Regions from separate parts of the Mus musculus genome. Here all the other regions are linked to region 3. Evidence: chromatin contacts called from public promoter capture Hi-C data. All regions are on one chromosome and are shown on one strand. The core of a region is the stretch at or near the end of the contact, and the rest is flanking DNA. Distances in the headings are between cores, read along the strand shown. Region 1 holds the start of Fadd (Fas (TNFRSF6)-associated via death domain). Region 2 holds the start of Cd151 (CD151 antigen). Region 3 holds the start of Ins2 (insulin II). Region 4 holds the start of Tnfrsf23 (tumor necrosis factor receptor superfamily, member 23).

Region 1 (7,357 bases), core at 2,560-5,059, 1.9 Mb after region 3:
GCCATTTTGGATTCCTGAGCTGTACAAAAAATGTGACACGCCGGGCGTGGTGACGCACGCCTTTGATCCCAGCACTGGGGAGGCAGAGGCAGGCGGATTTCTGAGTTCAAGGCCAGCCTGGTCTACAAAGTGAGTTCCAGGACAGCCAGGGCTATACAGAGAAACCCTGTCTGGAAAAACCAAAAAAAAAAAAAAAAAAAAAAGTGACATCTAAGCCCATCGACCTGTGACTTGCCACAGGACAGTTAAAAGGCATCAGCAAGAGCAGTAGGGTTGCCCAGGCTTCCTAGCGCATAGGATGATCAGAAAGGAGTTCAAGGTCACTTCAGTTACACTCAGCTTGAGGCCAACCTAGGTTACATCTGGGCTACAAGAAACCGTGTCTTAAACCCTTCAAACTGGAGAAAGGGGGAGGGGTAGAGAATGACAGAGAACACCCACCAGACACCTTATACAGGCCTATGCATAGTCTGGGGAGTCAAGAGCATTGTGGCTACAGCCAGGTGAGAAATGGGGTCAGAGAAAACAGGATGAGTCCCCAGAGTAGTCAGGAGGCCTCAATGGCCAAGAATTTGAACAAACAGCCAGATGGAGCAATGCTGAGCTGAAGAACATGGTAGGCTTGAGGCTGTGGAGGAGGGTGCAACCCAAGGAATGCAGGAGGGACCAACAATGCGGAAGGCGATTGAGGAGAGTTCAAGTGTGCTGAGGGGTCAGCTGTCTGGTGGATAGGTGGAGCAGGGAGCAGGAAATGAGGGCATAGAACCTAAGTGCCAGGAAATGACTGATCTGTGTTTGAGTACAGGCCCCAGGCTGGTCACTTGAAGTCCACATTAGGTTAGGACAGTGAGGTACAGCTCTTCACTCTGTCAGGAGAACCTGTGGCTAAGATCCTCTTCTCCAGACATGAACTTTTATTTATTTGAGATATGGTCTTTCTACTTAGTGTTCTCTATGTAGGCTAGGCTGTCCTTGAACTCATAGATCACAGAGATCCACCTGCTTCCACCTCCCTAAAAAGCTAGGATCAAAGGTATGTATTATCACACCCAGCCAAAGGTTAGAAAGCTGAGACAATGGTTTATTGGGCTCCAAGTGTGGCAGTCAGGGCCCCTGCTGGTGTGAAGGAAATCACATCACTCCATTCACAACTAGCACCCAGGGCTGTAAGCACACCTCAGTCAGCCTGATGGGAGGGATTTCTGAGGTTAGAAGGGTTCTTAATATAATAGAAATTCTTGGTGACACAAGTTATCTCCAGGTAAAGGCACTTGCTTTTGTGTGTTTGGGGAGAACATCTCATTTGTAGCTCAGGCTGCTGTAAAGTGCAGTTCTCAACTCTCAAGTGCTAGGATTTCAGAGTGAGCCACTATATGTAGGTAGGCCCAGGGCACTTGCTTACAGACCACCATGGAGGCAAGGTGCTACCCTTTAAACCACAGTCCTCACAGGGGTCTTGCACTTGTTTGAGGGTGGGGGGTCAGGAGCTGCTGTCTGATGGCCTCCAAGGATGTGAGACAGATGTCCTCTTGGCCAACTGTAAGGCAACCAAGTGATCTTAACTGAGATGGTGTCTTCCCCCAAGGAACAAGAAGAAGGCTCTCAAACTGCAGTCAGCACATGTGCCATCAGCTTCAACTTCCTTCTTGCAAGACCAGAGACCTCTTGGGGGGGTGGGGGGGAGGAGCAGTGGTGGAGAACACGACGGGGAACCTTCATGTGTTCCGAAAGCCCAGGGAGCAGAGGTTCCGTAGATACAGATATACTCCAGGAGCTGGTGGGAGGGGACCCGCCCTGGATCAGCAAGGTCTTTTTGGCACTGGGCACAAAAGGCACTTGGTGCTACATCATGGTGTGATCAAGTCCACAGTGACTCCTGAGAGGAGCTGTAGGCTTGTCAGGGTGTTTCTGAGGAAGACACAGTTGAATCCCTTAGTACTGGGGACATATTCTCACTCTTGCTCACAGATTCCTGGGCTTCTTCCACCAGGTCAGCCACCAGATTCAGCCTGCAGGTCCGCAGCGCCTTAACCAGTCCGGCCACCGAGGCGTTCTTCTTCTCAGCATTCTTCCAGACTTTCAGACTCTCCCTTACCCGCTCACTCAGACTTCGGGGGTACTTCTCCTCAATCCCATCCATCTTGGCCTCAGACACCTTCAGCTCGCGGGCCAGTCTTTTCCAGTCTCTCCCCACATTGTCACACACAATGTCAAATGCCACCTGCAGATCTAGGAGGGAAAAGAGCAGTGTGACTTGACTGAGGAGCTGGGGCAAGTCTCCCTACCGGCCACCAAGCATGGGCCTGAGCACTTCGAAGACAACATCACTTCAAAGCCACTCAGGTCCTGTGCTGACACTAAGTAGCACAGGAGCTACTTCAAGATACCCAAAGTGGCCTGATCTGCCCAGCCACATTCTCAGCCTGGGCCACAGCGAGCTATGGCTTAGAAGACTGTCAACTGAGGACTGGAGTGTCAGAGGGAAAAAGCAGGGCTGCCCTAACACCCCGCTCAATAGTGGGTTGGCCAAAGTCCCCAAAGCTACATCTTACACTGTGACCTTTGCTGGTTTGACCAGACACCACAAAAGATCTGTCTCTGTGCTACTCTGGAGCCCCTGCTTAGACACAGGCAAGGTGTAATCTCTGTAGGGAGCCCTGGGCAGTGGCTGAAGACCCTTTACTGGATTCCTGTAACAATAACAAACATTGGAATGCCTTGGAGATGTGAATACACAATCCATTTTCGTGTGGATCTTGCACACACCGGCAGTGGGAAGCTTTACTCCACAGGCCCTCCAGCTGCTTTGATGTTCTGTGTCACTGTAGACAAAGAGCAACGGTGACAACCAACCAGGAACTAAATAAACCTTTGCCCCTTTAAATGGCTTCTCGAGTATTTGTCACAAGTGATCAAGTGTCTAATATATGCTTAATCTGTATCTACATCCCAAGGCCAGCCTGGTGTTGCTCAGCTGTGGCTGCTATCCACTGTGCGTTATGGGGAGGCATAGCGCCTCCTCTCTACGCAAAACAGAAGTAACTGCCGATAACCAGACACTGCACTCTGGACCAGAGAGCACAGCCGCCGCGCAATCTTTCCTTGGCCAGGAAGGGCAGTCTTGGACACAGGCACTCCCACTACGGAAATGGTGCCGAGCAGCCGGCACACGTGACCTCTGCCCACTCTTCAACGCTACCCTCACTGGGGTTAAGATGCCTTAGTCACATTCACTTCTTAGCTGAGTTTTCCAACGAAGCACTGCAGGTCTGAGGCGAGTTAATACTGGGGTTGGGCAAGTGGCACGAACCCTTGGGTTCAACCTTGGCACTGCCAGTAAGAAACAAGACCTCCCAGCTTCCGGCTCAAGCGGTTGAAAAAAGTGGGCGTGCCCTAGAGTCCATCCCAGTCGGAGCCAGTGGAGGGTGCACTGAGGCCAGGCCTCCCCGCCCATTCCCCGCCCCCTGCCCACCTGCCTCCCCCGGGGGCGCAGCGGTCGCCGTCCCCGCCTCGAAGTCGTCCAGGCGCTGCAGTAGATCGTGTCGGCGCAGCGAGGCCAGCAACTCGCGCAGCAGCCCGGTGTGCCCGCGCTCCAGGTCGTTCTGCTCCAGCAGCACCGTGAACAGGTCCAGGCCACTCTGCACGCGCTCCAGCTTTCGTTTGCTCACGCGCTCGCGGCACAAGAACTTGAGCTCCATCAGATCGTTGCCCGACAGGCTGCCGGACAGCGAGTGCAGCAGCACCAGGAATGGGTCCATGGCAGTGGTACGCCGGGCTGCCCCTCAGCGATCCCACATAGGAAATCACCTTAGGCTTTCCCGCCCAGCGTCTCGCGGGATGTCCAAATCAGACGCATGCGCTTCGGATGTGGCTGTAACCGCTTCCGCCCGGGCTGGCATCCGCTGTTGTAGTAGCTTTGACAGCTGAGCTGCGTTGACTTCAGCTTACGCGCGCGTTTCTCACCCCGAGGCAGAACAGATCTTGTTCACCAGAAGTGTAACGTGGATCCTCTTGGGGCTCTGAGGAGCTGCGCAGCCCTACTGTGTGGGGGGGGGCTGGAAGAGCAGCTGCAGATGCCTACGGCTGCCAGATCATGTTCTATCACCGGAAAGAAGGAAAGAGAGAGAGAGAGAGAGAGAGAGAGAGAGAGAGAGAGAGAGAGAGAGAGAGAGATGGATGGAGTTACTTATGGGCTGGAGAGACAGTTCAGGGGTTAAGAGCACTGGCAATTCTTACAGAGGACCTTCACGAATTCAATTCCCAGCACTCACATGATGGCTTACAACCATCTGTAATTCCAGTTCCAGGGGCTTTGACATCCTCTTCTGGCAAGCACACTTGTGGTATGCTGACAAAATACTCGTACATATAAAAACCATTAAATATTCCTTGGTATATGTATGAGCATTTGTAGGTGGTTTAGTGCTCCTACAGGTCTTCAAGTGCCCACGGAGGACAGGAAAGGGCATGGATACCCCTAGGACTAGAGTTCCGTTTGGATGTGAACTCTTGTGTGGATCCAGGTTCTCCGTGAGAGCAACACAGTGCTCTTAACCGCCAATCCATTCCCCCAGGCCAATAATATGTATATTAAAATGAGTAGAAGAGAGGATTTGGAATATTGTCATCAGAAAAAGTTGATGTGTGCCGGAGGTTGTAGAGACACTAACTGCCCTGCTTTGAGCTTTCGTTAACAATACACTGATTCCACAGCCACACCCAAGTACTGCTCATGAGTTAAAAAGTGCCTGTTGCCCAAGCTTGAGGACCCATGCTCAGATCCTGGTGTCCACATAAAAAGACGAACAAGGAGGTGCCCATCTGAAACCCCAACTTTGGCAGAGACAGATGGATTCCTGGTGCTCAGTGGCCAGGCACTCTAGCTGAATGGCTGAGCTCCAGGTTAGTGGGGCGCAGTTATGCACAGCATACCCAGCAGGGTTGACTTATATTTTTTTAGATTGACTTATAATTCACCCATTTAAAGTTCAGTGCTTTGGTTGATTTTTGAGACAGGGTCTCACGCTGTAGCCCAGACAGACAGCTGAGGCTGTATAGAATGACAAATGGGGCTGGAAAGGTGGCTCGAGGTTAAGAGCGTTTGTTACTCTTCCAGAGGATCTGGGTCTGGTTGCAAACAACTATGCAGGACTGCTTACAACTGTCTGTAACTACAGACAGGGGAATCAGGGGCCCTCTGCTGGTCTCTGCTGGGCACTACAGTCTCTCTCTCTCTCTCTCTCTCTCTCTCTCTCTCTCTCTCTCTCTCTCTCTCACACACACACACACACACACACACACACACACACACACACACACGAACACATTTTTACTAGGTTGGGGGAGGGCTCTTTAGGGGAGCAGACCAACAGAAGTGAATTTACTGGACTGGCTTACTTGAGGGGGCTGAGTGTATGTATCCTGTAAATGCAGAGGAGATTCAATCCCAGAAGCTGGAAACCTCAATAGTCAGAATCCAATCTTGAAAGTCTGGGGGTTCCCTGGAGAGCCTATAGTTGTTGAGTCTATAGTTTTTCCTCTATGGTAGTTTCTTTTGAGACAAGATCTCATGTAGTTCAGGCTGCTCCAGAACTACTCCCCTTCACACCATGTAGCTCAGGATGACCCTTAAGCTTCTGATCCCCCTGCCTCCACCTCCCAGGTGTGCACCACCAGGTCCAGTTTATTTTTGTTCTGGATGTCAATCTCTTGTTAGATGTGTGTTCTGTAAACACCTCCACATCATGTGCACTACTTTTCCAGTCTGTTCATAAGATCCTGCAATTTAAAAGTTCATAATTTTGATAAAATCAGGTGCATGTATTTTTCTTTCCATTGTGCTAATAAAGGGGAAAAAGCCTCTCTGGTGGCGGTGACCAGAACACGCCTCTCAAGAATGGCCTCCACCATCCTTGTCCAGAAGAGAAGAGGACATACAGAAGCAGGGTGCTACAGAGCCAGGTTCCCACCTCACAGCTGTGAAATGCCCAGAGCATATGCAATTCCTAGTCATGCCACCATACTCCACGTTGGCTGCTCCTACAGCAGGGAGAACAAGGTTTCCAGAAAGAAGTTCTTCATGAGGGAGGAGCACTGAAAGTCCCTGAACCAAGATGAGCCGGAGGCCATCCCAACAGACACCAAAAGGAAGGAAGAGAGCCAGCTGTGGCGGTTCACGCCTTTAATCCTAGCATTCAGGAGGCAGAGGCAGATGGAAGTCTGAGTTCGAGGCCAGTCTGGTCTGCAGAATGAGTTCTAGGTCAGCCCAGGCTGAGAAACCCTGTCTAAAACAAAACCAAACACAAACAAAAAGGTAAAGAAAGGAAGAGAAAGAAAGGGGGTGGATAGGAGTCAGGATGGGAGGAAGAGGAAAGAAGGAAGACAAAGAACAAAGGGAGAGAGGGAGGAGAGAAACAAGGAGGGAAGGAGGGAGAGCTTGAACATCCCTTACTGGTTTCATGGAGGTAAACTCACCCTTGTTTGTGCTGATGATGGTTAGAACTCTTGCCTTCCTCTCTAGGGTTGTCTGTCTCCAAGTTTGTCTTTTCTTGAGTGTTGTTGCTCCACTAATGCTAGGTGGGAGCTTTCCTCAGCTCTGCCATCCCTTGCCTTTCCTTGCAGAGGTTGTTGTTATTGTTGTGTTTGTTTGTTTGAGGCTGGGTCTCACTATGTACCTCTAGATGGCTTGGACTCACAGAGATCCCCTTGCCTCTGTCTCTGGAATGCTGGGATTAAAGGTATGCCCCTGCCATGTCCATCAGGGAACGTGGAACCTCCGCTGCAGGGATGGGCAGCGTTGTAGAAGCCTCATCTTAGACACCCGTATCTTAATTCTCAACCTGTGACACCCAGGCTTAGCCCTGGCCCCTGGATGGAGGCCATGAAGGCCTGCTGAGTGAAAAAGATTTTGTAGATGTAGTGAAGATAAGGCCCCAGGTTGGAAGATCTGCCTGGCATGCCTCAGAAGACCCATCTGGGCCTGTACACTCAACAACTAAAGAGCCCTGAAGAGGAAGGGCCCAAAGTCAAGGCTGGCACTGCAGTTCTGCCTTGGATTTTGGGGACTTGGCGTGTCTGGACCAACCTGGAACTCAGTCTACAGAGTCCCCTTCAGACCTGAAACTTTAGGCTCCTGTTAGCAGCATCATTTGCACCAAGGATTTGGTTTATGCTCTCTGGGTACAGATCCCAGGGTTGCCAGCAGAGGGCGGCAGCCACCAACAGAAAGAGGCCAGCAGTGCCTGTCTTGGCTTGGAGTCAGCACGGTGGTCAGTGAAGAGGCTGCTGAGTATGGGACATGAAGGGATAAAGGCTTCGGAGGAGCCATAGTGTTCTGCATGTCTCCCCTGAGTGCTGG
Region 2 (7,748 bases), core at 4,262-6,761, 1.2 Mb before region 3:
GGTCCAGGCAGGGGCGGGGCGCGCCGCGCGCGTTTCCGGGAGGAGCGGCCCGCCTGCGGCAGGTGCGGCGGCGCGGCTCGCAGGTAGGCATTTATTTGCTCGCAGGTCCCGCGACTGGGGTCCCAGCGCCGCGCCCTCTGGGCTTCCCCACCCCCAACCCCGGGCCCCTAGCTCCAGTGGTCGCACCTTCCGAGCGCTGTGTAGAGCAGCCATCGCACGCATCTCTGTCTGGAACGGCTGTGTTCCTCGGGTGAAGGCAGCTAGCCCAGACGTGCGTGGATGAGATTTGCCTGTGGGCCCACCCGCTGCCTTTCGTCTGGACTCCCTGGAGCCTGGCGGCAGCGCGGCTTCCGGCCAGGATGGACCTCCGGTCCCGAGGAACACTGGAGCGGTTGGTGGGGTGGTGACCGTGCCTGGTTGAAGTGAGGGTAGCCATCAGGGGTGCCAATGATTACTCCAGGTTGCCCTACCATGCTCTTCCTCACGTTTGCTTGTTGTTCCTCCTCCCACCCCCCGAATATGGGTAGGGGGAAGATGACCTCAAAGACTGAAAAGTGAGATAGGAATCGGTCAGTGTCACCGAGTTGTAGCTTTGGGAAATGTGGGGTTAATACACTGTGGGACTGACAGGTGGCTCTAATTAGAGGTGGGATGTCCATTCCAGGAGGTGAGAGGGGAGGCCCCAGGGGAGGAGAAAGCTGCAGAGACTGTGTTAAACCAAGATGTGGGGGTGTTTCTTAAAAGCTGTCCAGTGCCCAAGCCTGGGACCTTGCACCTGCACCCTTAAGGCCTGCCTGAGTGGCAGGTGGGAGGGACTGATGGAGTTTACTCGCAGCTTGCTTGCCAGCTGTCAGAAGTCCAGGGTATCACAGGCTCAGGCCTGAGGCTAAGGACTTGGTCTTGGTCAGAAGTGGTTTAGCTCTCAACCTTAGGCAGTCCTAGCTTGGGATCTCCCAAGTCCAGGATGTGGCAGACTCTACTCTCTGTTCACTACAGAATCTCTGCTGGCTGCCAAGAGCTTTTACTGTTGGAGTAAGGTCACACTTTTTTTTTTTTTTTTTTTTTGGAGACAGGGTCTCACTATATGGCCCTGACTGTCCTGGAACCCACTTTGTAGACCTGACTGGCCTTAAAACTCACAGAGACCCACCTGCCTCTGTCTCCTGAGTGTTGGGACTAAAGGCATGCACCACTAACGCCTGGTCACACTTTCTTTTTTTGTTTTGAGGTAGAATCTCTCTATGTAGCTCCGGATGTCTTGGAACTTGCTATGTAGACCGGCCTGGCCCCAAACTCACAGACAGAGATCTGCCTACCTCTGCCTCCCGAGTGCTGGGATTAAATATTAAATATTAAATATGTGTGCCACCATACCCAGCTCACTTCCCTTTCTTGCACTGGCTTCTTCCTGGGATTCAGCCTTTCCCAGAATCTCTACTTCCTGAGAAGCAGCTCTGGTACTGGGTCTGCTTCATGCCATCGCAGTGACCCTGGAGCGTCCCTGTCTCAGCTGAGCTTTCCTTTGCTTCACAGCACCTCCAAGAGCCAAGGCTCGCTCCTATGGCCAGCCCTGGGCTGCCTGGATCTGGGGAGGGCCAGGAGGGAGAGGAGACAACAGGGGTCTCGGCAAGGCATGGAGTAGAGGTGCTGCAGCAGGCCCAGGAACTCTTCCTACTATGCGACAAGGATGCCAAGGGCTTCATCACTCGTCAGGATCTGCAGGTGAGCCCCAGATCCAAGAGGTTGCTAGACCCAAGGCCGACCTTTGCTGCTCACCGTGGTCCTTCTTGCCTGGTCAGGGTCTGCAGAGTGATCTTCCACTTACGCCTGAACAGCTGGAGGCTGTATTTGAAAGTCTGGACCAGGCCCACACTGGCTTCCTCACAGCCCGGGAGTTCTGTCTAGGCCTGGGTGAGCAGGTCCCAGTCACCTGGAGACCCTCTTCAGGGTGCCCTGAGACCTTATGAAAGCCTGTGCCTTTCATTCACAACTTCCTAGCCATTCTGGTATCTACAAACAGGCGCATTCTGAGCTGTACCTCCCACAGCTACTCTACAGTGGATGGGCTGCCCTCCCCCAATCCCTTCTCTGCCAACCAAGGTGGGGCGGGGGAGCTGGCTGTCATTTCCCATTCCCAGGCCAATAGAACCAGAACAAGGAAGAAAAACAGGAAACTGGGCCCTGAGAGTGGGCAGGATATGTTGTATGTGGCTGGAGGGAGTTGGGTAGGTCCAGGGTGCTAACCCACAACCCTGATATTCTCTCCTCCCATGTCTGCAGGGAAGTTTGTGGGGGTGGAGTCGGCCCCAGGTGGGTCCCCCTTGAGGACTTCTGAGGAAACCTTTGAGTCGGGCACAGGGGGCTCTCTGGAGGAGGAGGAGGAGGATGTTGAGACATTCTACACTTCCTTGGAGAAGCTAGGAGTGGCCCGGGTCCTGGGCGAGTGAGTTGAACCCCACTCTCTTTTTGAGAATGTTTCCTCTTCTTTTCACAGTCTGTCCACCTTGCCCACCTGTCTGTTGTTACAGAACCCCTAGGTCCTGTCAGTCCATCCCTTGTCTGTTGTGGTTGTCTGGGAGAGTGGCCTGGCGTGATTTTCCTCGGAATTTGCATTTCAGGAAGCCTTAGCTCTGCGGGGCGGGGTGCCACCAGACACCTTAGGCACGCACTGGCCCAGCACTTGGTATACAGGGCACCTTACACTTGCAGAGGCCAAGGAAGCATAAGAGCACCAAGCGAGGGGTGTAGTTCTGGGCTGCTGGGTTCTCCATGGGTTTGTTTCACTGTCCGCAATGGGGAGATAAACCCTCACCCACCAGCTCCCGTCTCTGATCGCATCCTCCAGGCAATGGGCTGTGAGAACCCTCTGGGTCGGGCTGCAGCGCGAGCGACCTGAGCTGTTGGGCTCTCTAGAGGAAGTTCTGATGCGCGCATCGGCCTGCCTGGAGGCGGCGGCCCGGGAACGCGAAGGTCTTGAGCAAGCGCTGCGACGGTGAGGGCTGGCCTAGCCTGGGGTCTGGGGACTCACGGAGGGGGCAGAGACTTGGCTCGGAAATGATCATGTCTATGATATCCCGGTTCCTCGAAGGCGGGAGAGTGAACACGAGAGGGAGGTGCGCGGACTGTATGAAGAACTGGAGCAGCAGCTCGGGGAGCAGCGACACCGCAGGCAGAGCCAGGTGGGCCCGCGCACGCCTCGCCCAGCCTTGCTGCTCGCCTCTCTGGCTCCGCCTTCCCCGAATTGGTTCCTCCCCAGAGGACTCACCTCTGGGAGTCCAAGCTGCCCCAAGTCCAGGGAACTCTGCTCTGCCTCAGCAAGTGCCCCTTCCCGCACTCTCCACCCCTTCGCTACCCACCCTTGCCTGCCTCCTTTGAGCCCGGAACGAAGGCTCTAGCGCGGCTGTACATCCCAGAACCTACCCCGGGAGGAACAGAGGGGCCACCTGGAGCTGGAGCTGCAGACCCGTGAGCAGGAGTTGGAGCGCGCAGGCCTGAGGCAGCGGGAGGTAAGCCGTATTGAGTTCAAGTTGGTGTCCTCGCATGGGGGGGGGGGGGGGCGGGCGGGTTTATCTGTGCCTTGGGGTCCTCAACCAGGAGCCACAGGGGTGAGGGGTCAGCTTGGGACCAGAGGGGTGTGGCATGCCAACCAGCATTCCACCATTCCCCAGCTGGAACAGCAGCTGCAGGCCCGGGCTGCAGAACAGCTAGAGGCACAGGCCCAGCACATCCAGCTGCAGAGGGCCTATGAGGCCATACGGGCACAGCTGGACCAGGCCCAAGAGCAGCTCAGTCGACTGGAGGGCGAAGCACAGGGTCGGCAGGAGCAAACCCAAAGGTGTGGTGAAGTGCCTGTGGTGAGGGTAGAAGGGTCTGTCCCCCCAACCCACATCTGGATCACAGCCTTCCTGTCCACAGAGATGTGGTTGCTGTCTCCAGGAATATGCAGAAAGAGAAACTCAGCCTCCTAAGGCAGCTGGAGCTGCTGAGGTGGGTCAGGCCTGCCTGGGCTAATGGGAAGTGGTTTCAAGTTTCCAGATAGTATTGGCTCCTACCCATGTTGCTGGAAGTCCTTATGTCTGCCCTATAGCCTTCATGCGGCTGGCTCTGTAGTCCTCTTGACTCAGGGAAGGCATCTCCCCCATGCACTTTTTCCTCTAGATCTTAGCCTCCTCGGTCTCCTACCTCTCTTTTCTAGGGAGCTGAATCTGAGGCTTCGAGATGAGAGAGATGCCTGTGAGACCAAGCTGCTGGGCAGTAGCCACAGGAAGGCTCTAGCTATTGCCCACAAGCCCGGACCCATCTACTGCTGCTGCTGCTGTGGCTGGGCTCGGCCCCCCAGACGAGGCTCTGGCCATCTTCCTAGTGCCCGATGACCAGCCCCGAGTGACTCACTTCCCTATCCAGAGGACTGCCCCTAGGAGGGACTGGTCTTGGTGGCGGATACTTGCTAAGTGTGTGGCTCTACCCAGAAGGCATCCCATGCCTGAAGGAGCTAACCTCAGAGTAGTCAAGGCCTTCAGTCCTTCAGTCTTTATCCTGTCTTCCTTTTTTTTGGGGGGGGGGGTTTCGAGACAGGGTTTCTCTGTGTAGCCCTGGCTGTCCTGGAACTCATTCTGTAGACCAGGCTGTCCTCGAACTCAGAAATCCGCCTGCCTCTGCCTCCCGAGTGCTGGGATTAAAGGCGCGTGTGCCACCACGCCCGGCTATCCTGTCTTCCTTAATCTTTGTCTGAAGGACCAATAAAGGCCATTGTATACTGTGTACTCCTTGGCTCTTGTGTGTTTGGGAGCCACGGTGCATTTGTGGTTCATGCTTGGTATCCATGGCACAAGGTGACATGGAGGGGTTTACAGGTGCACATTAACCCCTTCGTTCCTGCAGCTGGGGGTTCCTGTGTGCTTGTGTGTGTTCTGTGATTCTGGATATTCACCAAGCCCTCACCCATTCCTCCCAGCTGAAGCTCCCAGGACTCAGGTTTCAACAGGTGTCCGCTCCCACGCTAGTCCACACGTGGAAGGTCCCGCTCCTCACCTCCGTGGTCAGCTAGCTTTCTGGTCCAGGTCCTTTATCCATCATCCTTTGGCACAGTTCCTAGCCAGACCATATGCCACCCACACTGGGCACCTCTCGCAGGGCCCTCATGTCTCTATGGAATCTTCTGGCACCCTCCACACTGTATCTGGAGTTTCCCCTCTAGCATTTCTTCAGCCGCTAGAACCTGCAGCTTTAGAGTGGTTCTCCCGGCTTAGACTAGAGAAACTGGTCTTGACCTCAGTTCTGGACCTCTGGTGGGCTAGGTGCCACCTTCCCCACCTCTTCGCTCCCCACCTGGGTTCTACCTCTGGTCTAGCTCCTCTGTCTCTGGGCGAGTTGGGGCTTTTGATGACAAACGGGGCACCTTTAAACTAACTTTACAGACCCACAGGTCTCTCTGGCGCGCGCCTTAGCACCAAACCAGTTAGGACTTGCCTGCCCAGGCCGGCCGTGGGCGGGGCTGCGCCCGGGGCGGGGTCGCGCGCAGGGCGTGTCCTCGCAGGCCCCGGGCCGAGCGTTCTCTGTACTCCGAGTGATCGCTCCTACCGTGGCTGCCGGGGCTGGTATTTCAAAGCGTGGTTGGTGAGTGCTCCGTGAAGCATAGCCGGAGGGTGTGGGGAGCAGTGTCCTGAGTTCCTCGCTCACTGGTGTTCCTAGTCTCCAAGCTGGCCTCAGGGACGCCCAGGAGGCAGAGCCTGAGGTAGGACAGGGTTGCAGACTCCTTTCCGGAAGATCGACGCCGGGGCCGGGCAGTTAGAAGGCCGGAGGGGGAGGGGTGAGGGAGAGAGCTTCTGTGGTTCTTGAGCAGGCCTGACGGTCTCTTTCGTGCAGAAACCCAGAAATTTAAAAGTCTGACCACCCTATTCATTGTCCCTGGACACCGGTTCCCTCCCCTGAGACCGCAGGTCCGCCCACTGGCACGGGGCGGGGGAGGGCGGCAGGGGCGGTGGTGACTTCATCTCTGTGACGCGGGGATTCCTCGCCCAGCCCACTTCAGTGTTTAATCGGGTCGGTGGGGCGGGTGCCGAAGGCCCAGGACAGGTCCAGGAGCTAAGTGTAGGGCGGTTGTGTCCAGGCCGCAGGAGCTATTTCTGGCTGGTCCAGGCTCTCACACCGGCACTTTCACAGAGAATTTACATCCAGTCTGCTGATTGTCTCTTGGCTTAGGTTGATGGATGTGTCTAAAAGCCCATAGATTCTGGGCTTTTAGAGCCTGGCCCCGGGGGTTTGCATTGTGGCCAGGCTTCTTTATGTCATTGCCCGCTTTCAGTGAGGCAGCATGCATTTTTGGGTCCCATCTCCAAATAGAGCTCTGAAATCTCTCCCACTTTCCAAAATGGACAGTCGATGCATCCTCCTTCAGTTTGCGGTCGCTGCTGTTTGGTGGGGGAGGGACTGTGATGGATGGGACTGGAAGGTGGGGCACTTGGAGAAGGCATTTGGTCCCTCCCTAGATCAGGCAGGTCAGCCATGTTCTTTGGCCTGCCGCCGTCCAGTAGAAAACAGCAGGCCTGCCTGTTATGCTTCCTTGCAGATCTGGTGGCTCTGAGAACCATTTTGACCACTGCTTAAGCTTCTGTAGTTGGAGTGGCAAGATCCCACCTGCTAGGTGAAGGGCAGAGAGTGACTTTTGACCTGTACCTGCTGGTCCTGACTTGAGAGGTGAGAGCTGGTGCCTGGGCAGAGCCTCAAGGCCCCTGGCTAACAGTTCTGCTTAGGTGTGTGTCTGGGAATCTGACCTGCGTCAGCCGAGGTCTGTACACTGTCCTCAGTCAGACAATAGTGTGTCTAGGGCAGGGTGTGACTAGGGGACTCCTGGAGGAGTGGCACATTCACATATGTGGAACTGGGACCTCCCCCTACAGTCGGGAGGAGAGCTGGTTGTACAGGCTCCACCTACCGGCATCTTATTGTCTCTGCCCTGGCTGGTAGTAGAGTCAGCTCAGAGTCCTCACAAACTGTCCCTTAGGGTGGCCTGAGCTCTCTGCCATATCTGGGAACGGGTATGAGTGGTAAGTACCTAGCAGCCTGATTGTGGGACTCAGGGAATGCTTGGGGGTGCCGATCAACAGGAATGTACCCTGAAGGTCTGCTGGTGCTTCCCCCCCTGTTGCCAGCAGGAGTGAGTCAGCAGATGTTGGGGGGTCCTCCATGATAACCCACCATGTGTCTGGCTGTGAGGAGGTTAGTTCAGGAAGTGACTCATAAGGTTCCTGGGAATGCTCCTCTGAGGGCAGATAGCTGGCTGAGCTCCAAACTGCAATCATCCGGGGACTGCTGGATCTCCTCCTGTCTCCGTTGGTAGATAGCTTTCTTCCTACTTGGAGGCCTGGTGCTTCAGGCCATCTGACCTCCTCCCCGTTCCTCTAGGCCCAGGATGGGTGAATTCAATGAGAAGAAGGCAACATGTGGCACAGTCTGCCTCAAGTACCTGCTCTTTACCTACAACTGCTGCTTCTGGGTGAGAAGAGCTAATTTCTCCCTGCATCCCTAGTCCCCATGTTGGAGGCCTGGCCTGGGGGGCTCAGTCCCAGCTTCCAGACCCAGGCCAGATGTGGTGACCAGTATATACTTTCTGCAGCTGGCCGGCCTGGCTGTCATGGCAGTGGGCATCTGGACACTGGCCCTCAAGAGTGACTACATTAGTCTGCTGGCCTCAAGCACTTACCTAGCCACGGCCTACATCTTAGTGGTGGCTGGTGTTGTTGTCATGG
Region 3 (7,351 bases), core at 1,939-4,438:
CCTTCCAGATGGTAGGCAGAGGCAATGAGGTCCCCATAAGACACAGCTAAATCTCAAATACCAAAGCAACAACACAGCTAGCTGGGTAAACATGGTTATCACTGCAGACCCCATGGACAAGGGGAGCTCCTGTGCTGCAGGGCTGCGCTGAAGGGCCTCAGCAAGGTCAGCAGGAGTGCCTGAGCCAGGTCAAGGACTGACCTACATGGGGTGACCTAGGGCTTAAAGGAACATCTGAAGTCCTCTGCTGGGATGTCTGGGGTTAGCACCCAGGGTGATGCTGATCAAAGACTGAATCCGGTTTGACCTCTGCTCCCTGGGCACTGGTTCAGTTTGAGTGGCTTCTTCTTGTCCACTCTTGGAGGGATTGAGAGACAGCACATGTCCATCTCTAGTATTCTGCTTCCTCTCCTCAAGGCCAGTAGGAAGTAGAGCTCTAAACTAGAGTTTCAGAATGCCTCAGGAAGGCATGGGGCATGTGCCTCAGCCTGCACAGGTTGGTTCTGGGGCAACCTGCCTCTCCCTTGAGGTCGGAGTCAAAGGCTGCAGGAGTGAAGCCATAGATAGGAATCTGGATATCTGGACCATATTTCTGTTTCTAGAACCCCATAGCACTAGTCCACCACATTTCCTGAAAAGCTTGACTCGCCCCACAAGGCCCAAGGACCCAAAGATTTTTGTTCCCTTTACCCGTGACTCATATGCCCTCCAGAAAGTTTGTGGCACTTGAACAGTAGGGTACCCTATCTGCTACCCTACCCAAGACCCTGGGGAGTTCCATAGAATGACCCCAGGCTCCTCCTTCTTTCTTCTTTTGGGTCCAGTGTCTATCCATCCACTCATCCATTATGTTCATTTCTGGCCTTCCTTTTTCAGGGGGATGGCTGGCTATGGCCTTGTGACATTTCTCTAGGTGGGGCTGTGGTATTGTCACAGAGAGGGGGTGACCAGGAAGGGTTCTTAGCACTGCTGGAGGAGGCTTCCCAGCCAACAAGTACCAGCAAGGAGGCCTATGTCTAGTTCAGAGACTTGCCACCCTGGTTCTGGGTGGAGCTTTGAGGAACAGATGGGTTTGGCTTGGGTGGCAGGCAGGTTGGCCAGCCCTTGTGGCAACCAGGATCACCCTAGGCCCCTAAGCTCTCATCTGCCGGACAGGTGGCACCCAACTGGGCTCAGAGTGTGAAAGAGAGGCACTCTGTTGAGATTTCCCAAAGATCTAGCTGTTTTGTGGCTTTTCTTTAGAACTGAGAATATTTCTAGGGGACTACCAAGCAGTTAGGTTCAAGGAACCTATCTAGCTGGAAGGAGGGGCTGAGAAGTGGTAGGAGGCCCCAACCCTAGGTCTTCCTCATGGCCACCTTGCTTAGAACTCACAACTGGTCATTTTTGAGAAGTGGAGTTCTGGCTCATGCCCAGGGCTTATGGGATCCCTTCAGTACGTCATCCTACCCATGTGGGATGCCTGTCTTCTTCTGAGCACTAAGAGTCACTTGGATAGTCTGAGAGCAGCTGGGGCTATTCTCTGTCCTCCCAGAGCTGGGATAATCTCTTTGAAAATGCCTTCCATGGCCTTCCAGCTCAAGGTCCCAAGCCTCTCTTTCTACCCATTCAGGGAGTCCTTCTAAAATAGCTATGGAAAAAGAACTCAGGAAGGCTAGATGGGAACTGTTGTTGGAATATTTTGGTCCTCTTTCTTATAAAAGTTCTCTGGGGCCCTTGAGGATCCAAGGCTATAGAGCAATAAATTATCAGCTCCTAGCTGCCATCACCCATGCCTTCCAAAGACCTCTAGCTCTTCTCTATCCAGCTAGAAGCATCAGGGGTGGGGGTCATGATCCTCCCGGACAACTCAGGGTGGGGGTTATGGGCTACCTGACGGTATTGGTTATCTTGGGGAAAGGAACTGTCTATGTTCCAGGTTTGGTCTAACAGGTACCTGTGGGAGGTGCCCAGGGAGCCAGGAGAAAACTGGGGATGCAGAGGGAACCAAAGAAGTCTTGGGTAGATCTTTTAGGGGCTATTGTGGCTAGGCAGATAGATAGATTAAGCTGTGGCTACCCTACCAGCCCCACTCATGTCTCCTGGTCCCACATATGCACATGCACATACACACACAACTTGTGCTCATTCAAAGGTTTTATTCATTGCAGAGGGGTAGGCTGGGTAGTGGTGGGTCTAGTTGCAGTAGTTCTCCAGCTGGTAGAGGGAGCAGATGCTGGTGCAGCACTGATCTACAATGCCACGCTTCTGCTGGGCCACCTCCAGTGCCAAGGTCTGAAGGTCACCTGCTCCCGGGCCTCCACCCAGCTCCAGTTGTGCCACTGCCAGGGAGGTTGTGTCAGAGCAGGCCAGGGCATCAGCAGCACAGAAGCAAAGACACATAGGAAAATCCAGTCAGGAGTAGCTGAGCAACCTCCTACTACCCCAGGTTTTCTCGCCCCTTAACCCCTGCAGGTGGCAGGGGTTGCATGCCTGTGGGACAAGTCACTGGTCATGGATGGACACATGGGCCTCTAAAGCCTACTCATCTTCAGTCAGTGCAGTGCTCTATGAGGGCCCTAAATAGGTACCTATCCTGGGATCTAGTCACATGTCCCAAGTTACTACCACCAAGGACCCCTTAAGGCAGGATTCTTACTCATTCCTGGCAGCTGCCATGTTTACATATGTCTAGCTTCCCCCAGAAACGTGTCCCCACTCCCTGGTTATCCCGAGACCCTCCACACCTAGGACACAATTTACAATGTCCCAAGTGTGAAGAAAACCAGGGTAGTTAGCACTGGGGACAGAATTCAGTGGCAGAACTCACCTTGTGGGTCCTCCACTTCACGGCGGGACATGGGTGTGTAGAAGAAGCCACGCTCCCCACACACCAGGTAGAGAGCCTCCACCAGGTGGGAACCACAAAGGTGCTGCTTGACAAAAGCCTGGGTGGGGTGGGACTCCCAGAGGAAGAGCAGGGCCAGCAGGGGCAGGAAGCGCATCCACAGGGCCATGTTGAAACAATAACCTGGAAGATAGGCTGGGTTGAGGATAGCAAAAGTTTCACGTAAGAGAGGAGGCTATATCCTACCTCAAGTCCCTGAGGTCTTAGCTGGGGAGCCAGGCCCACTGAGAAGAGTACCTTCCTGCTTGCTGATGGTTTTTGATTGTAGCGGATCACTTAGGGCTGGTGGTTACTGGGTCCCCACTACCTTTATAGACCAAAGCACCTCCTCTCTGCCCCCTGGACTTTGCTGTTTGACCCATTAAGGGCTCCAGGTGGGGTAGGTCAGCAGATGGCCAGAGGGGCTGAAGCTGCAGTTTCCAAACACTTCCCTGGTGCTAGGTCTGCAGAAAGCGCTCATTGGACGTCAACACCTCTACTTAGTCCTAGGGTAATTAGAGTCTTAACAAGGGGCCCTGATGGCCTGATGAACCAGTTCACAGCAGGGGACATTGTTCCAGAGTGGGTGATGCTTTCTTTGTCCTTGGCTGAGCATTTTTCCACATCATTCCCCAGGAAGTTGCAGTTGGGGACCTAGTATCTTTGTCCCTTGGACTGTTTCACAGTTCCAATTGATAGCTGGGTTCTTAACTCAGCCGAGTCCCCAGCTCTCTCTCAGAGGTAGAAGGAAAGCAGAATTCAGGCAGCAAGGCACTTAATGGTCCCTCCTCCTCTATCTCTCTTTCCATATCCCACTTGGGGGTCAGCTGAGCTGAAGCCCTGTGGTACATCCTCCTGCAGTATCCAATAACAAGATAAGCACCTGAAGGCCAGCAAGTCTCCATATGTAATACTTGCTTCAGAGCTCAAAGCCAGCTGTCTCCATCTGTTAGTGCATGCTCTATTCCAGCTACAAAACCTTTCTCAGCCTCCGCTTGGAGTGGTTGGGGGTTCCTTGACTCTTTCTGTTCCTGATTTGGCACTGTCCTGTTTCCTAGGCAACCAGCAAAAACACTTGGTGCCTTGTGTGAACTAGAACTCTACCCTCCGCAAGGCTTTACAGACACTAGACCCGAATTGTGGGTCCCTTGCTCTCTGCTCCTTGTCCCCCAGAAAGTGCTGCAGACATTCACACTCTGGGTACCTGGGAGACTCCAGTGGACCTACTGTAGCAGAAGATATTTGAATGCAAGAGGAGAGCAGGTGAAGAGCTCAGGCAGGATGGGGTAAGAAGATCAGGGCAGTGTGGAGGGGTGTCCTCAGGACCATAGTGAGGCCAGAGGGCCTTGCTGAGGGTCTCACTGGGGATCCAACCTCCTTGGGAGCTTTTTCTTTTGAGAAAGGAGCTTTGTGGTGTAGCTAGGCTGGTCTTAAACTCAGTCAGTCTTTTTGCCTCAGTCTCCCAAGTTGAGCTATATACCACCACTTCTGGCTCTCCTTGGGAACTTAAAAAGGCTTAAGGTCTTCTTTATGTTTTTTTTTTCTGTGATATTTAAATTCTTTCGGAGGTCTCAGTGACACACAGGGACAACCCTGAGCATCCCCACAGGACTTTAAGGCCTCCGCAGGACCATCATGTAAGCTCAAGACTCTCCGGCGTCTCCATGAGGAATGACACATAGCTTGTATCTTAAAGGAGTTCATGGATACACTAACGCTGCAACAGGCTTACCCCACCCCAAGGTTGCTTACAGTCTATTTTCAGGGTCTCCCTGCGGCTTAAGGCTTCACGTGGCTCAGCAGCAACGCCACCTCCCCATTTCTCTCCCCCATGAGAGTTTCACTGTGGCTCTGGGCTCTCCCTAGAGTCTCAGCTGAACAGATGCCTTTCCCAGAGTCTCTTTGAGGTTTTAGGGTACCCTTGAAGGCAAGGGCTCCCAGAGACAGCTTCAGTTTCTCAGTGGGGTTAAGACCTTCTCTAGGCACTTTTGGAGCTTACAATCTTCCTCAGAGTCTCATCATGGTCCTGCCATATCACCACTCTTTCAAACTCTTACAGTTTCCCCAGGGTACTAAAGGGACTTAGGTTTTCTCCAGATGTTAGTGAAACCCAGTCTGCTTGGGAACTCAGCAGGGTTCACACTGCCTCCCTGGCTCTCATCCAAAGTCATGGCATTCCTGTGGATCTCAAGGGATCTTAGGACCCTCTATAGGACCTCAATGGGCCTCACTGATTTCCCAAGATCTTAAAAGGACTTAACTCTTTCTGTCTTACTTAGTGCCTTTCAAATCCCTGTGAACGAATCTCCCCAAAGAAGCAACTTTGGGAAGGAGAGGTTTTATTTCAGCTCATGGTCCATCATGGAACAGAAGTCATGGTGGCTGAAGTTGGTCTGTCTGTGGAAGCAGAAGCTTGCAGAGATGCTGGCCAGGAATCAGAGTCAGACCGGAAACAGGGCTGGCTGGCCTATAACCCTAACCCTCACTCTTATGGCCCTTTATGTATCAATCAGCTAGGCCCCATGTATAAAAGGTTTCACAATCTCCCAGAACAGCACCACATGTTAGAGACCAAGTGTTCAAACATACAAGTCTATTGGGGAAGTCTCACACTCAAGCCATCACACCAGGGGCTCAGTTAACCCTAAGACCTCTCCCATGGTTGCTGTGGGGTCCACACTATCTCCCAAAGTCTCAAAGGAACAGAGAACCAGAGATCTCAGTGTGGTGTACTGCTTTGAGAAGGGTCTCAGCACAGTCCCCTGTGTTCTCTGGGTTTTTAGAGGATCTTATTCTCTGTCCCATGGTCCCAGATTCTTAATGATGTCCATACCTTCTCTGGGCACTCAGCAAGGTTCATGGCTCTCACTAGTATCTCATGATTCATGGACTTCCCCAGAGCCCTAAGCACCTAAAGCCTTGACATTTCAGTGGTGTTAAGGACTTCCCTTGGGTCTCAGAAAAGGCCAGTCTCCCTCAGGGTCACATGGGGTTGAAGACCTTGCTCAAGTTTTAAAATGGTTCGGGCTCTCCTCCAGGTCATGGTGGGGATCAAGGATTTGCTAAGAGTTTCTGAGGCCTAAGGTCCTTCTACACTGTCCTTAGGATGCTTCCACCCATCTCAGGTTCTTTAGTAGCTTCACAACCTGTTCTAAGGCCTCAGTGAGGCATGAGAACTTCCCAGGATCGCAGCAATACACAAACACTATACATGTGTCCCATTGGGAAGGAGGATTTCTCTAGAGTATCCCTGGGCCAGAAGCCTCCACTATCATCTCACTAGACGTTATAGCCGAAGGTCCCCATGGCCTAAGGAAAGCTCATAGACTTGTATGAAGTCTCGGCTTTTCTTCTTTTATATCTATATTTTAATTAACTGATTAGTTTGTTTCCTTCCAAATGTGGAAGTCAAATGACAATCCACAGGGCATGAATCCCTCTTTCCACAAAATGAGTCCTAGAGGCAGGCCCATTAAGTCATCAGGCTTAGTAGCAGACACCATTACACCATTACAAGCAGAGACATCTTGTTACACCCAGATGTAAGTACTTCTTAGGGCCTAAAACTTTCTTAAGGATTTCACATAGCCCTAAAACCTACAGATGGACTTACCAGGCCCTGAGTTCTTTCCAATGACTGAATGGGAGCCTAAGGACATCTTCACAGTCTCAACCTAACACCTTCCACAGAAACTCACTGGACCCAGGCCTTAGCAAGGTTTCATGGGGCCTAAGATTTCCCCCAGGAACTTATTGAAGCCAATGGCTTTTCTTAAAGCCTCACTGTAGCCAAGGGCTTTCCTCAGGGTCTTACTGTGGCCAATAGTTATCATCAAGGTCTAAATGGGTTCTTAGCAGGGTCTCATTAAGTCCAAAGGTTTCTTTAAGGTCTCTATGGCAAAAGGTCTTCCCAGGGTCTTACTGGGGCACAGGCCTTACCTAAGTTCTCCCAGGACCTATAGGAGTCATGAAGGCTGAGAATTTTTGCGAGACCTTGGACTTATCTAAACTATCACTGAGGGCTAGGGCCTTACACTAGGCATCATTCCATCTAAGGCTTTTCTCATATTCTCTCAGGCTATCCAAGATGTTCTCAGGTTCTGACTGGGGCCTAAGGCCTTATCCTGGTTATTTACTGGGGTAGCAGGTTTTCCCTAGGTTCTCACTGGGGCTTAGTGCTTTTACCAAGTTCTAATTGGGTCTAAAGCCTTCCCCATGTCCTTACTGGGCCTAAGGCCTTTCCAGATTTGTACTAGGGCCTGAGGCCTTTTCAAGTTTTCACTAGGGCCTTTGTAGGTTCTCTGGTCTGAAGCCTATTCAGAGTGAGTAATGACCTCACTGAGTCTTAATGCCTTCCCAGATTCTCACTGGGTCTTATTAAGGCTTTCCCCAGGTTCTCACTGGGTTGTAAGGCTTTCATTGGTTTATGACTGAGTTTGCAAAGGCCTTCCCTATTTATCACTGGGCCTTGTGGCTTTCTTCTGG
Region 4 (7,066 bases), core at 4,012-6,511, 1.0 Mb after region 3:
ATATAAAAGTTGTGGTCACGGTGTCTTTTCACAGCCAGAGAACACTTTAAACAATCTCTAGAAAAGAGACTCTGGCTCCCTGTAAGTTGTGCAGAGTGCTTTTGGCATACAGCTTTAAAAAGTTGTCACCCATGCTAGGCTAATATTACAATATGTAGTTGCATTAGTCACCTATGGGTGTGAAAGCGACCCCAATAAACTCAATGGTTCACCAAACCACACTTGGGTAAATCGCTTCTTTGGTCTGTTCTCAGTGACTATTATCACTTCCTGTTATCTGGAGTGAACAGTTGGTGTTTATGTCTCCCCAGAAATAATTACAGAACCAGGGTTCCTGATACAGAGCACATGTGCTGTTAACTGGGAGCAGAAGAGCAAGGATTGACATTGCCACCAAGGTAGAGTGTGACCATAGCAAGCTACTTAAGCCACTTTCTCCATTGGAAGTGGTAGCAGTGGGGGCTGAGGGTTCCCTGGCACCCAAGACAAGTACAGGTAGATGAAATTAACCCTCCCAGCTCGCTTTTTTGACCCTTCCTCTTAGCTGGGTGCCTTTGGATATGGGCATAGAACTCATGCCTTGAAGGATGGAGAGTTGGGTGACCCTATATTAGTGAGGCCTTGCAATGAATACTCACACCAACCCTCTTGAACAGACAGAGGGCCTCCTTTAGGGGTGACAGTCTGTGTACCTTGGTTAGGAAGCATCTCCTAGAGTTTGAAAGAGTAGGCAATGGCTGAGTTGAGCTCCCTGATCCACACCCTCCTCATCTTGTATAGCCACTGGTGTGCCCCAAAGCTCACCCATGTCTATGCTGTGGCACTGGGTCTCATTGAAGAACTCACCTGAGGGACAGGTCTTGCAACAGACATCATTAGACTGGTATTCACCATCGGGACAGTTGAAGGAGTATGATTCAGGCATAGCAAATATTACCTGTGAGTGGAAAAGGACAAGGGGCAGCTCATACTTATGGTAACTGCAGAGGATGGTTTGGATAATGGTGGAAAAGGAAGTACCAAGGCAGGGCCTCCTTGTGCAGAGCCCAGCAGGGACTATCTGATGCTACGCTGTGGCTGATGCTATGCTGTAGAACTCTGAAGCCTGCAGTTGCCCATGGAAGGTTGTACAATACACCACTGCCAAGTCTAGTGGCTCTTGGCTTTTTGCACAGCAGTATCATGCCCACTCCACTCCATCCCTAGTTCACTTCTAGCAGCAGCAGCAAATTTTCTAGCACAACTTGTGACCTATTGGGATCCTATAATCTGAACCTCAAGCTTTGATGGCTGCTCCCTATGCTGGGGCTGCAGATAGAGACACCAGTTGGAACAACTTGCAAAAGGACAAAGGAGTGAGAGCTCTGCCTTGTTTTTTGTTTTTTCTTTCCTTCCTTCCTTCTTTCTTGTCTTCTTTCTTTCTTTCTTCCTTCCTTCCTTCCTTCCTTCCTTCCTTCCTTCCTTTCTTTCTTTTCTTTTTTTTTTTGAAGAATTGTTTTTTTTTTATGTATGTGAGTACACTGTAGCTGTCCTCAGACACACCAGAAGAGGGCATCGATGGTTGTGAGCCACCATGTGGTTGCTGGGAATTGAACTCAGGACCTCAGGAAGAGCAGTCAATGCTCTGAACCTCTGAGCCATCTCTCCAGCCCCTGTTTTTTCTTTTAATTTACCTCCTTCACATACTATTTCTCTAAGTACACCAAAGCTTTAGATGTGTTTCTTGGGCTGGAGAGATAGCAGGTAAGAGCATATGTCGTCCAGGCAGAGCGGTACATATCTTTATCCAAGCACTCCGGAGGCAAAGAAAGGTGAATCTCCTGAGTTCCAGGATAGTCAGAGCTTGTCTTAAAACAACAAGACCCCCCCCCCAAAAAAAAACCCAAACATATTCTGTTCTTGCAGAAGGCCAGAGTTTGGTTCCCAGCAACCATGCAAGAGGCTCACAGTCACCTGTAACTCCAGTTCATGAGAATCTGATGTCCTCTCTGGCCTCAGGAATTGCAGACAAGTGACATACTTAACAACCCTTTAGGAAACACTTAAACAAATAAACAAAATCAAATACTAAAATAAATGAATAAATCAACAAATAAGTAAAATCTAATTTTGTTTGGTCTTTCATTACTCAAAGCCTCAAGTAATTGTAAGTAAATAACTGGTTTTACTTTATTTTATTGTAGTACTGAGGATTAAACCCAGGGCTCACACTAGGCACTAATTAATTGCTAATGTGCTATATTTCTAGTTCTGCAACAGATGACTTTAAAGATTTATATTTGTGTTTATGAGTGTGTGCCTGCTTGAATGCATATATACCATGTGTGTGCAGTGATTGAGGAGGCCAGAAGAAGGCAGCAGATTCCTGGGACTAGAATTACAAACATGTGTGGGTGCTTGGAACTGAGCCTTGTTACTCTACAAGAGTAGCCATTACTTAATGCACCCCAGATACTGATACATGCTACATGAAACAGAGGCAAATAACAAAGACAACAAAACAAAAAAACAAAAAACAAACCATAAAAAACCCCAAAGTTTGATGTAGTGATCATTGATCATTTATAGGGGATTGAAAGAACATGTGTGGAGCCATGATATCACACAAGCTAACAGAGTCTATGGATTAATAGGATATTCACTATTTACCATCCCCATGTCTCACTTTTCTCATCTGTTAAATGGAGATATTAATATACTTACTACTCTAGTCACTTGAGCTCTTTACAAAAAAAATGAGCACTGAGGCTCACTTCTTTATATTTGCATTTTTATGGTACACACTCTGGAAAAAAATTCTCCACAGCATCAACCCTTAGGGCCCATCTATACATTTGTGGGAGCCATCATCATTCATCCTTACCACTGTGTTCTGATCTCATAGCTAGCCAGTGTTGTCCAGCCTTCAGGAGAAATTCCTTGGCCACAGGATTTTCCTGGTTCATAGATAGGATCTCTCTCTCTCTCTCTCTCTCTCTCTCTCTCTCTCTGTCCGTGTGTTTGTGTGTGTGTGTATGTATGTATGTATCTGTCTTCTGTCCGTCTGTCTGTCTGTGTCTGTCTATCTATCTATATCTATGTATCTATGTATCTACGTATCTATGTATCTATATATCTATGTATCTATGTATCTATCTATCTATCTATCTATCTATCTATCTATCTCTATCTTTCTGGTATTCTCTGCCCATTTATTTTGTCAGGAATTCTGCCCTTAACTCGCCAGGCAGGAGTCTTCTTTTTAGGGTTCCTAGGTTCAATACCTTCATCTTGATTCATCGTCACCATTATTATATGTTGAAGCTGACACTTCATCACTGCCCTGAAGGCAATACTATTTTACCCCTTGGAGATGGCCTGCTTCACCTGTACTTACACTTAGGAAGGACATGACCACAGGTTAGACAGTGGATTTAGTAGGATATCTTCACAGCCCATGTCTTTAATTCCAGCAGGCAGACCTCTGAGTTCAAGGCCAGCCTGGTCTACAGAGCAAATTCCAGGACAGTCAGAGCTACACAGAGAAATCCTGTCTCAAAAGACCAAAAATCTACACACATACCCTATTTTTTAAAATTTCAATATTCTTTGAGGATAGTCTTTTTAAAAAATATTCTTGAAAGAGATGTTATCTTCAGTCTTTTATTTTTATTTTTGACTTTTACAGGACAGTGTCTCATACACAGTCTGGCTGTTCTAGAACTCACTATAAAGATCAGACTAAACCCAAATTCACAAACATGTCTACCTCGTCTCTCAATTGCTAGAATTAAGGGCGTGCACTACCCCGCCCAGCTCACCCTCAGTCTTTCTTTGGAGTACCTTCTTTTTGTGGCATTATTTGAGACGATCACCATTTTTTCTTTACAACAACCTTAAAACAACAACAAAAACAAAAACAGCCTAATATTGTCTAGATTGTTTCTGGGGATTTCTGGACGACAAAATGCACCACTTTTCAGGCGGTGCCTGGGCAGGCATGGAGCCCCAGAGCCCTAATAGGGATGGGAAGAGATTTCAGGGTCAAGGGCCATCCCATGTGAAACCTGCCTGTGAAATATGTTCGAAGTCCCTCAAAGTGCTGGGAACTTTGAAGTCACCTCTGAGTTGCATATCCTCTGGCCCCTTGCCCAGGAGATTCCCAGGGAAGCTGGATGCCCTCTAGGTCCATTTCTGTGAAAGCTGCTCACCAGCAGCTAGCAAAGAATTACTATTAACCAGCTCCTAGATGGTTTAAAGAAATGCTGATTACATGTAAGTGGTCTCTGACTGCTCAGATACTATCTTAGAACAATCTAAGGGTTATTTTGTTGTTGTTGTTGTTGTTATAACTAAAGATCTGAATGTGTTAGAAAATGGATATCCTTACAGGTTATAAAACATAAACCTTTTTCTGCCTATTTTTGGGTTTGAAGACTCTTATGAGAGAAAATTGACATAAAATTAAGTTGGCTGTAACTAAAATGTCATTTACAGGATTGTCTAGGTTTTTTGTTTGGTTGTTTGGTTGGTTTTGGTTTTTTTTTTTATTTGTTTGGTTTTTTTGGGTTTTTTTTTTCCGTTAGTTTGTTTTGGTTTTCAGCCTTTCTGTGTGTAGTTCTGGCTGTTCTGAGACTCCTTATGTAGATCAGGCTGCCCACTAACTTAGGTTTAACTGCAGTTTAAGATTAAAGAGACAAGAAGCGATCTCGGGACGAACTTAGCAGAGACCCGAAAGGCCCAGGAAAGGCATAGCCAGGCCTTCCACACAGATCCTTTTGTAGTAGTTAGTACTACACCCCAAGACGAGCCGGGCCGGACCCACCCAAGGCGCACAGTCGCGCGGGCCACTGCAGTCCGCAATGGCACTTTCCCGAGTCACCTTCGGAAGGACCGCTTTCAGATGAGAAAGCGAGGAGAGGCGTGTCCGTCTTGTCCGGGAGCTCAGGGACCAACCGGACACACTTTCTCTGGCTACCCGCTTGGCCATTCCCCTGCCTCTGCTTCACCTCCACAATTCCCCAACTCTGGACCACTTAACTCTGGACGAAGTTCTGAGGAGTTGGTTGGCGGTGCCAAGGCTGACCCTGGCGGAAGAGCCAATTCACCGCCCGCAGTAGCTTTCCTCTGCAGCCCGGGGATCCGGTGCCCAGCGCGAATCTCAGCTCCGCAGGGCCATATCTACTCACCGGCAAGAACAGATTCAGCAGCAGCAGCAAGAGGAACCAGTGACTCAGACTGGAGACGTGGCTGAAGGTAACCATGGCTGTGAGCTAGCATGGTGTCACTCAGCTGGAGGAGCTCTATTTCAAGCTGGTGGCCACGCCTCTTGTCAGCGGATTGGTTTCTGTATGGTTGCCTAATCTCGTGGGCGGGTCCAGCGCCACCACTCTTGCCTTCCCACCACCATCAGTGCTCAGTAATATCTAGTTTTCTATAAATACAGTAATTTTAAATGCCTGTGACGTTATTAACAGAATCATATTTGTTATAAGCAGCAAGCTAAAGTCGAATTCTCTGCCTTCGTTTGTTTTCCATTACAGTATACTGCTCTTTATTATAAGTTAATTAAAAATTTTCCTGGACCTGAGTGGAGGGAGAGGCATGAACTAGAGCTGGAATCGTTATAAAAGTCAGACTGCAGCAGACTGTAAACCTTCTCAAAAGCAACAAACAAAAAGAGGAAGATAAGCTACAACACACACTGTCTTAGCTCAACATGGGGAAGTTTGAAGTAACTCTATCCCTGTAGCTTTCCTGTGAGTGTTCACTGGTCAATGGTCTGGAGCAGCAGCTGAAGGCTTCACTGTCAGAGTCTGAGGGGCTGTGTGGGACTCGCTGACTCTGAGGACCTCAAAATATCCAGGACTCGTAGGCACTCTTCCAGTGCTGGGGTTGGGGGGGGTGTGTCGGGGGAGGAGGGCTGTATGAACATCCCTGGACTGTGAGTCCCTCACCTCTTCTTCCTTTCACTGTGTTTAGCTCCACTGTGTGTGCCAATCCAAGCTCATGGGACACAGGACATTTAAGCCAAGTCTACTAGTCTAACACAGGAAGTAGAATGCTTATTTCTCTAGGGAACTTGGGTTGGTTCATCTGTTCCACCCGCCCCCTCCAGGTATTCGAAAAAGTGGCCCACTACCAGCCCCATCCATCTCCCTTCCAAATGCCACTTCCTCTTTAAAATGAGGGAGGACTCAGAGACCTGGATTTCAATGGCTGCCCCAAAGAAGAGGAGCCTGGCTCCAGGCACCTGGTACTCTTTAATTCATCTCTTGCCTCTCTCCCTAGGGCCAGGGAGTGGAGCCTGTGCCCATCTGCCCTCACCTAGGCTGGGGAGTGGGAGGGGCCAATTCCTTGGCCAGCCTGATGCTCTTCTATTTCTTGTCTTCCCTCAGGCTGGTGTCTGCTCAGGAGTAAACCAAATCAAAACACAAACAAGTGTTTAGAAAGTTTGGTTAGTTCAACACGCTGAACTGTCCCTCACCCTTGGGAAGCAGAGGGAAAGTAGAGGAAGGGAAGAGGAGAGGACTGTGCACTTGTGGATGCTGTTGTCCCACCAGTCTCTGAGTAGCTCGGGAGCAGGGGGAGGCTAGTGGCTTTCCTTTTCTGCATACAGTTTACAGATCTGCCTTGTCCCACACTGTAGGTGGAGGGGAGGTGAAAGGAAGAGGCCTGTCTACCCTGGGCTAGATATTTGTGCTCCAGGTCCTTCTCTGCCCTCTGCCCTTTGCTCCTTTAAAACATTTATTTTAAAATGTGTGTGTGTGCATGTGTGTGTGTGTGTGTGTGTGTGTGTGTGCGCGCGCGTGCGTGTCCATGCGCACAGGTGCCTCCAGAGGCTCGAGGTGACATATCTCCAATAGCTGGAGATACACATGGCTGTAATCTGCCTGATATGAGTCTGGAGATCAAACTGGTGTTCTCTGCAAGAACAGCATATCCTCTTATTGGCTGTGTCATCTCTCCAGCCATCTCTACCCTTGCTCTTTAAGGTGGGATAGTGGGATGTCATACTGTTCCAGGAAGCCCCTAATGGTTCAAAGCAGTTGGGTGACATTCTCATGAGCCCAGTGACCCTTGATGG

What was found. Promoter capture Hi-C pulls out the DNA fragments that hold promoters and counts their contacts.
Region 1: a promoter capture Hi-C map of liver shows a contact between it and region 3, with 3 times the contacts expected there. The contact joins the promoter of Fadd here to the promoter of Ins2 in region 3. A contact is called at or near these places in 4 of 39 promoter capture datasets (hippocampal neurons, liver and stem cell-derived epiblast-like cells).
Region 2: a contact with region 3 is called in a promoter capture Hi-C map of hippocampal neurons, with 2.5 times the contacts expected there. The contact joins the promoter of Cd151 here to the promoter of Ins2 in region 3. A contact is called at or near these places in 3 of 39 promoter capture datasets (frontonasal cranial neural crest, hippocampal neurons and pre-B cells).
Region 4: a contact with region 3 is called in a promoter capture Hi-C map of liver, with 2.9 times the contacts expected there. The contact joins the promoter of Tnfrsf23 here to the promoter of Ins2 in region 3. A contact is called at or near these places in 3 of 39 promoter capture datasets (hippocampal neurons, liver and stem cell-derived epiblast-like cells).

Annotation. Positions count from the first base shown.
Region 1 is chr7:144,578,632-144,585,988 of GRCm38.p6, forward strand. Fadd (Fas (TNFRSF6)-associated via death domain) reads right to left here and starts at 3,810. Exons shown (of 2, transcript NM_010175.6): 1 at 3,473-3,810; 2 at 1-2,229. The coding sequence starts at 3,758. The coding sequence ends at 1,898.
Region 2 is chr7:141,461,851-141,469,598 of GRCm38.p6, forward strand. Cd151 (CD151 antigen) reads left to right here and starts at 5,512. Exons shown (of 8, transcript NM_001111049.1): 1 at 5,512-5,616; 2 at 6,569-6,696; 3 at 7,405-7,495; 4 at 7,616-7,748. The coding sequence starts at 7,412. Cracr2b (calcium release activated channel regulator 2B) reads left to right here. Exons shown (of 10, transcript NM_001025103.2): 2 at 1,534-1,722; 3 at 1,800-1,911; 4 at 2,281-2,443; 5 at 2,846-2,992; 6 at 3,089-3,179; 7 at 3,414-3,506; 8 at 3,669-3,835; 9 at 3,916-3,987; 10 at 4,196-4,752. The coding sequence starts at 1,561. The coding sequence ends at 4,373. Gm10575 (predicted gene 10575) reads right to left here and starts at 5,921. Exons shown (of 2, transcript NR_152219.1): 1 at 5,032-5,921; 2 at 1-413.
Region 3 is chr7:142,676,538-142,683,888 of GRCm38.p6, forward strand. It overlaps Ins2 (insulin II), which reads right to left and starts at 3,189. Exons shown (of 3, transcript NM_001185083.2): 1 at 3,125-3,189; 2 at 2,810-3,010; 3 at 2,119-2,321. The coding sequence starts at 2,996. The coding sequence ends at 2,176.
Region 4 is chr7:143,680,614-143,687,679 of GRCm38.p6, forward strand. It overlaps Tnfrsf23 (tumor necrosis factor receptor superfamily, member 23), which reads right to left and starts at 5,262. Exons shown (of 6, transcript NM_024290.4): 1 at 5,169-5,262; 2 at 847-937. The coding sequence starts at 5,243.